Linked DNA regions of Capsicum annuum: region 2 is linked to region 1. A link is a contact called in public Hi-C data. All regions are on one chromosome and are shown on one strand. The core of a region is the stretch at or near the end of the contact, and the rest is flanking DNA. Distances in the headings are between cores, read along the strand shown. Region 1 overlaps LOC107867824 (probable ubiquitin-like-specific protease 2B). Region 2 overlaps LOC107867823 (eukaryotic translation initiation factor 3 subunit I).

Evidence for each region. Hi-C and Micro-C count contacts between places; a contact is called where the count stands out from the background.
Region 2: a Hi-C map of leaf shows a contact between it and region 1, with 4 times the contacts expected there. The contact joins two enhancer-like sites. A contact is called at or near these places in 3 of 5 Hi-C or Micro-C datasets (bud, leaf and placenta).

The regions. Positions count from the first base shown.
Region 1 is chr4:92,964,158-92,966,750 of UCD10Xv1.1, reverse strand. LOC107867824 (probable ubiquitin-like-specific protease 2B) reads right to left here. Exons shown (of 17, transcript XM_047411884.1): 17 at 979-1,875. The coding sequence ends at 1,285. Among protein-coding and RNA genes, the nearest start is that of LOC107867824, 27 kb to the right of the region's middle. Within about 2 kb of position 1,285, at least 1 of the 5 cell types and tissues checked has an H3K27ac peak or open chromatin away from gene starts, as enhancers often do. A contact at or near this core is called in leaf, where this site is marked.
Region 2 is chr4:93,063,178-93,065,770 of UCD10Xv1.1, reverse strand. It overlaps LOC107867823 (eukaryotic translation initiation factor 3 subunit I), which reads left to right. Exons shown (of 8, transcript XM_016714264.2): 8 at 442-714. The coding sequence ends at 517. Among protein-coding and RNA genes, the nearest start is that of LOC107867823, 11 kb to the left of the region's middle. Within about 2 kb of position 1,305, at least 4 of the 5 cell types and tissues checked have an H3K27ac peak or open chromatin away from gene starts, as enhancers often do. A contact at or near this core is called in leaf, where this site is marked.

The sequences.
Region 1 (2,593 bases), core at 36-2,535:
TATGAAAATTGGAGAAGAATTACCTTCAACGATATATTTCACTTCAATCTTTTTACGTACTTTGTCGAGATCCAATTCCATGGCGATCGTAGCAATCAATTTCAAAAAAGTTATACTTTCCAAAACAATAATTGTGTCACTTTTGTATGATTGATAACTAATTTCCGACTCCCAAATTCCAGAATGTCGCAACAATATGGGGATATTCATATTGATTTTAGTAGAATTGAAGAACGAATGTAGAAGAAATTTTTATTTTTTTTTGGTTTTTCAGATCTTCAATCCAAAAAAAAATACTGTGATGTTTAAGAAAATTTTTTAAATTGAAATTTCAGTTGCTATTTTTATTCATACACTAGTTAATGTTAGCTAATTATTGTCGTTAATTAAGGAACAGTAAAATAATTTATGATTTATCTTATCTTAAATATAGGATTAACTGTTTTATCATACATTTGACCGATGTATGATGGACGACCGAATGCATGGGTATATTTGCAAAAATCAGGAGAGAAATAACTTCAAGGAATTTTATGTAATTAGTTTCATTAACTAGGCTATTTATGTTGTTTACACTACAATTTGAGAAAACATTATCGTCTATGCTGTGACTGGTTCCCAAAATATGGGTAAGTTTTTCAATGGATACAAATCTAAAAAGCTCATTCAGCGTTAGAGAGATGGGCGATATGATTCTTTTTTTGATTTCATGTATATTCATTTTATCTGTCTTGCTAGGAGAATAAAAACGTGATGCGAGAATTTTTGAAAAGTTTGAAGTGAAGCTTGAAAATGGAACAATTACTTCTGTTGTGTATGCTCATTTAATGCAACCTCAACACAGGTCTCCCTCTCATTTCAAGTGATTTTATCTGATTAAAAGGAAAAAACTAGTCATCAAACTATGACATTGTACAAATTTTGAAAGATTTAGGGATCATTTGTCACAAACGCAGTCTACCGCTGAACTCTTGCAAATACAGCAGTCTAAAATGGGCATCTCTACATATGCAACCGAATATAAGTTAGCATTTCACAGAGATGAGAAACTAAAACAAGACCGCAGTCATGAAAGAGCTGTGTATATCAGGCATGTATTAGTCCCTAAACGGACGCAACTACGATCCTGGTTAAGAGCATTTACAAAAATTCAGATGTCGGGTGTCCAAACAAACCACTTAAGTCTATTCACAGGATGGGGTATGTAGCAGCTAACAAATAATAATCTTGTATCCTAGTGCCATGAGAGCAAAGAATGCTTGATAAGGCTCCCAGAGGTCAAATCTACAAATGCAGATCACGTGACAAGTTACTTCTAAATGCTGCTTCCTCTTCGTCCAAGGGTGTAAGCCGCCTCCTTTTCACATTGTGTTGAGGATCTACTTCTGATCCGGAACCACTACCAATGAGCAGCAAGCTTTTACAGGCAAGGTTGACATTTCCATGGATATCATATGGGTTCTCCTCACCAAAGGCGACAGGACCAGTACCACTGTTACCATGTGTCTCGACAGAGCATTGTGCCAAAGTGATGTCCAGCAGCTCACCAGAAGTGGCATGTCCATCAACCAAACAATCAATACTCGACCTTGGATGATCTATTTTCTCATCTGAACTCATATTGTGATCTACTTGGCACGGTTCTACAACCTCAGCTTCCAATGGATTCTCAGTGTCAGGGACTGAAGTAGTTGGTGGTGAGTCCAATTCATCGTGCACATCTTGGACAACTGACACACCTGGGATCCAGGAAGTTCCCACAGCAAGAGACCCAGATGAATATGAAAAGGCACAGGGTTCAGATCCATTCCCATCCAGATGCTGGAGGCCTGTCTCAGTTGCCGTGTAAACAAGATCTCCAGCTTCAACCTCTTCCTGTTTTAAGGTTACCAACAACTCAGTGTGACTTGAGTTTGAACACAAGAAGACCAATTCATAATGCAAAATAAATGCATATAAACAGAATCAAACCCTTGGCGAAGTGATCTAGTTCAGCCAAAATCAGTTAATCAAGATCCACCAAAGACAAGTGGCTAATAATATCCATGCATGTTTAAAACAAGCAAGAGAGATCAACAAGAAGCAACATAGATTACACCCTCCAAAAGTGGAACTACTTACAGTATCATAAACGACCACAATAACAGAACTCGCTTCATTTTAAGGAATTCTCAGAAAAGAGAATCTTATATTGCAATAGATGCAGAAAGGATGCGGGTATAGTGGAAATCTGATTCTCCTTGACATCTTTGCGAAACTTCTGCAACACTTGCTTCAAATATAAATCTCACCCCAGCACTTGTTCAAAACTAATTCCTGAACTACACTACTATTCTTCCTACTATGCCACATAAGAGAAGATCCCAGGTAGGAGTGTTTAAAAAACAAATATTTCGCTGTTTCCATTCTTCATGTCTGTATGCATAACAGAGCTTCCCCTTTACCTCCCTGCCCAACTGTTCCTTTCTCTCTCGCGCTATGACACTTAACAAAAATATTCAATCAATGGATACAAGAGCATCTAGGAAAAATTTTTACAAAGCATTAGCACATAAAAAGTGTCTGAAACTACCTAATTGGCCAAAAGGAAATT
Region 2 (2,593 bases), core at 56-2,555, 99 kb before region 1:
TTATGTGCAGTCTGTTCTCCATTAATATCCTGTTGAATCTTCCTTCAGGCAAGTTGTCAAAGTAGTGGTGCAAGTACTTACCTTAGGTAGTTTTTTTAGTTTTGATTGGTTTGTCATGTCTTTTCTTCGGATGGTGGAAACTCATATCAGCAGATCGTGTGCGGTGTAAGAATGTAACTTTTAGCATCTCACAGTTAGATTGTGTGCGGTGTAAGAATGTAGGCTCAAGCTTAATGGAAAGAGAGCATTTTTCTGTGCACAATACAACCCTATATATATATCATTTCCTTTTATCTTCAAGCTCGACAAGCGTGTGTGCTTGTGCGTTAATTTTCCTGATTAACTGTAATATTGCTTGCTTCTAGATGATATAATGTTGATCAATTTCCATCTTTGAATATGTTTAAGCTGGCGTGTTGACCAAGTAATTTGATTTTGCAGTTTCGCAAGTGGTGGTGAAGATGGATATGTGAGATTGCATCATTTTGACCATGATTACTTCAACATCAAGATTTAGATTTTGATAGGACCAGGTTTTGGAAGTCTGTGCTTTTGGGTATCCTGTAGTTTTTTTCTTTTGGGTATCTAGTAGAAAACAGTGGTGCTTATTGACTTTTCTCTGGAAGCGACTTTCTGATTATCTCCAATGAATTTCTCGGATACTTGTATTGTTGCAAGCTATATATTTTGCAGAAGAAAATCACATTTTGTTTATTGTTGTGCAAAACATAATGACTGGTTATTTTGAGGTGCAATGTTTTCAAGTTTGCACTTGCTTACGGCAGAGTTGGCGGGATCTATTTATGCAATTTCTTACAAAACAAAATATATTTTACTTTTTGATTTATCCTCTGTGCTGCTCTTTATTAGCTTGAAATTATCAGACAGATGGTCCAGAGGAGTTCTTTAGGAAATTGGCAAATAACCATTTTTAAGTCAGCTCCTACAAACTCAGCCATACCTTCAAACTGAGGAAAGTCTATGCTGCTGCGTCATTCTGTCTTTGCATCGACGTGAACTCTTCCTCCAGGCTACTTTAATATGGGTTCAGAACTTTCTGCAACTTTGTTCCGCCTAGAATTGTTAAAGCCTTCACCCAAGTCTCAGTATGCTTCTCCCATTTATGCCTTCTCAATAGTAGGCTGGTTTAAAGCTGACAGCTGGACCGGATTGTACTGATACCGTTCTGGGAGTACCCGGAACAGAATGGAATTGAGTTCTCATACCAGGGAATTGGTACTGGTGCATCCCTGTTTCGATCCGGTGAATTTTTTTCTTAATCGGGTCATTCCCAGTTTTGATTCGGTGAATTCTTTTCCTTAATTGGGTCATGGGAGCGTTGGCAAGGGCTAGTGGGGCCCGCAACAGAGTTTTGAGCCCCACACCCCCGCCCGCCCCGCCCCACAAACCCAAATCCTTTCCTTTCCTCTATCACATTTTTATTCTCTCGTTCTCTCTCAATTCTCTACTCTCAAATCTATAAATTTTATAATTATTGTTATAATTTTGCAATTGAAGTATAATTTGGTAAATTTGTAGGAGCAATTTTCTTCAAGCTTCAATTTTAGGTTATAATCGTCTGCTTTTCCGGCAGACGTTTGATACATTCATTCCTTTAGACTTTTAATTTATTCTTTGTATTTATTAGTTGTGTTGTTCATTTTAATTTGCTAATTTCACATTTTATTTTATTATATTATGGATTCCTCTAAAAAAAAAATCGGTAAAAAAAGTATTGCACAAAAAGTAAAAGGTTTAAATGAAATTTGGTAGTAAAAAATATAAAGATTCTTCTTCTAGTTCTTCTCACTTGCCTCAAGTTAGATTTAATACGAATGATTTTATGCATGTTAATGAAATTGATTTTGCCCCTCCTATAGAAATTAATATTGATAATCTTATTCCTCATGATGACTGCATAATGATTTTAAGATGAATTAAATGAACAAGTAAAATTACATGTGGATGATGATTTAGATGATATATCGACCACTTTCGTTTCCGCTAGTGTTGAAGTTCCAACTCAGGATAATAGTCAGATTGGAGCTAGTCTTCCCCCTATTACTCTCGTTAGGGATAAAATCTCGATACAACGTAGTTTAAGATTATCCGTGTGAAAATTTTATTATTTGACTAATGAATAAAGAAAAAAATTTCTCTACGTGTGGTATTTGTAAACAAATGTGAAAATATGTATCTGACGGGAGTGTAGGTTCCATTGGGGGCTGTGAGAGGAAGAGAGTTTCAAAACCCATTTGACTAAAAATCATTCAAGAGAATGATAATAGGATTTAGCTATTCTTGGTGAAAAGGTTTTAGCATTGGACCATCAGGAGGAGGATCAAACATAGTTCAAAGTTCACCAAACCCTTAAAATCCAATTGGTCTTTTTTCACAATAACAGTATAATAAGGATCGTGATTGTGAAAATTTTGCTAAAGGAATTGTTGGCCTTTTAGAGCTTGTATGCAGGGTTACAGGGGAAGGGAGGGGAGAAAAAGTTGTTTAGACTCGCTAAGGCTAGGGAGAGGAAGGGTCGTGACCTCGATCAGGTGAGGTGCATTAAGGGGGAGGACAGTAGAGTGTTGGTGGA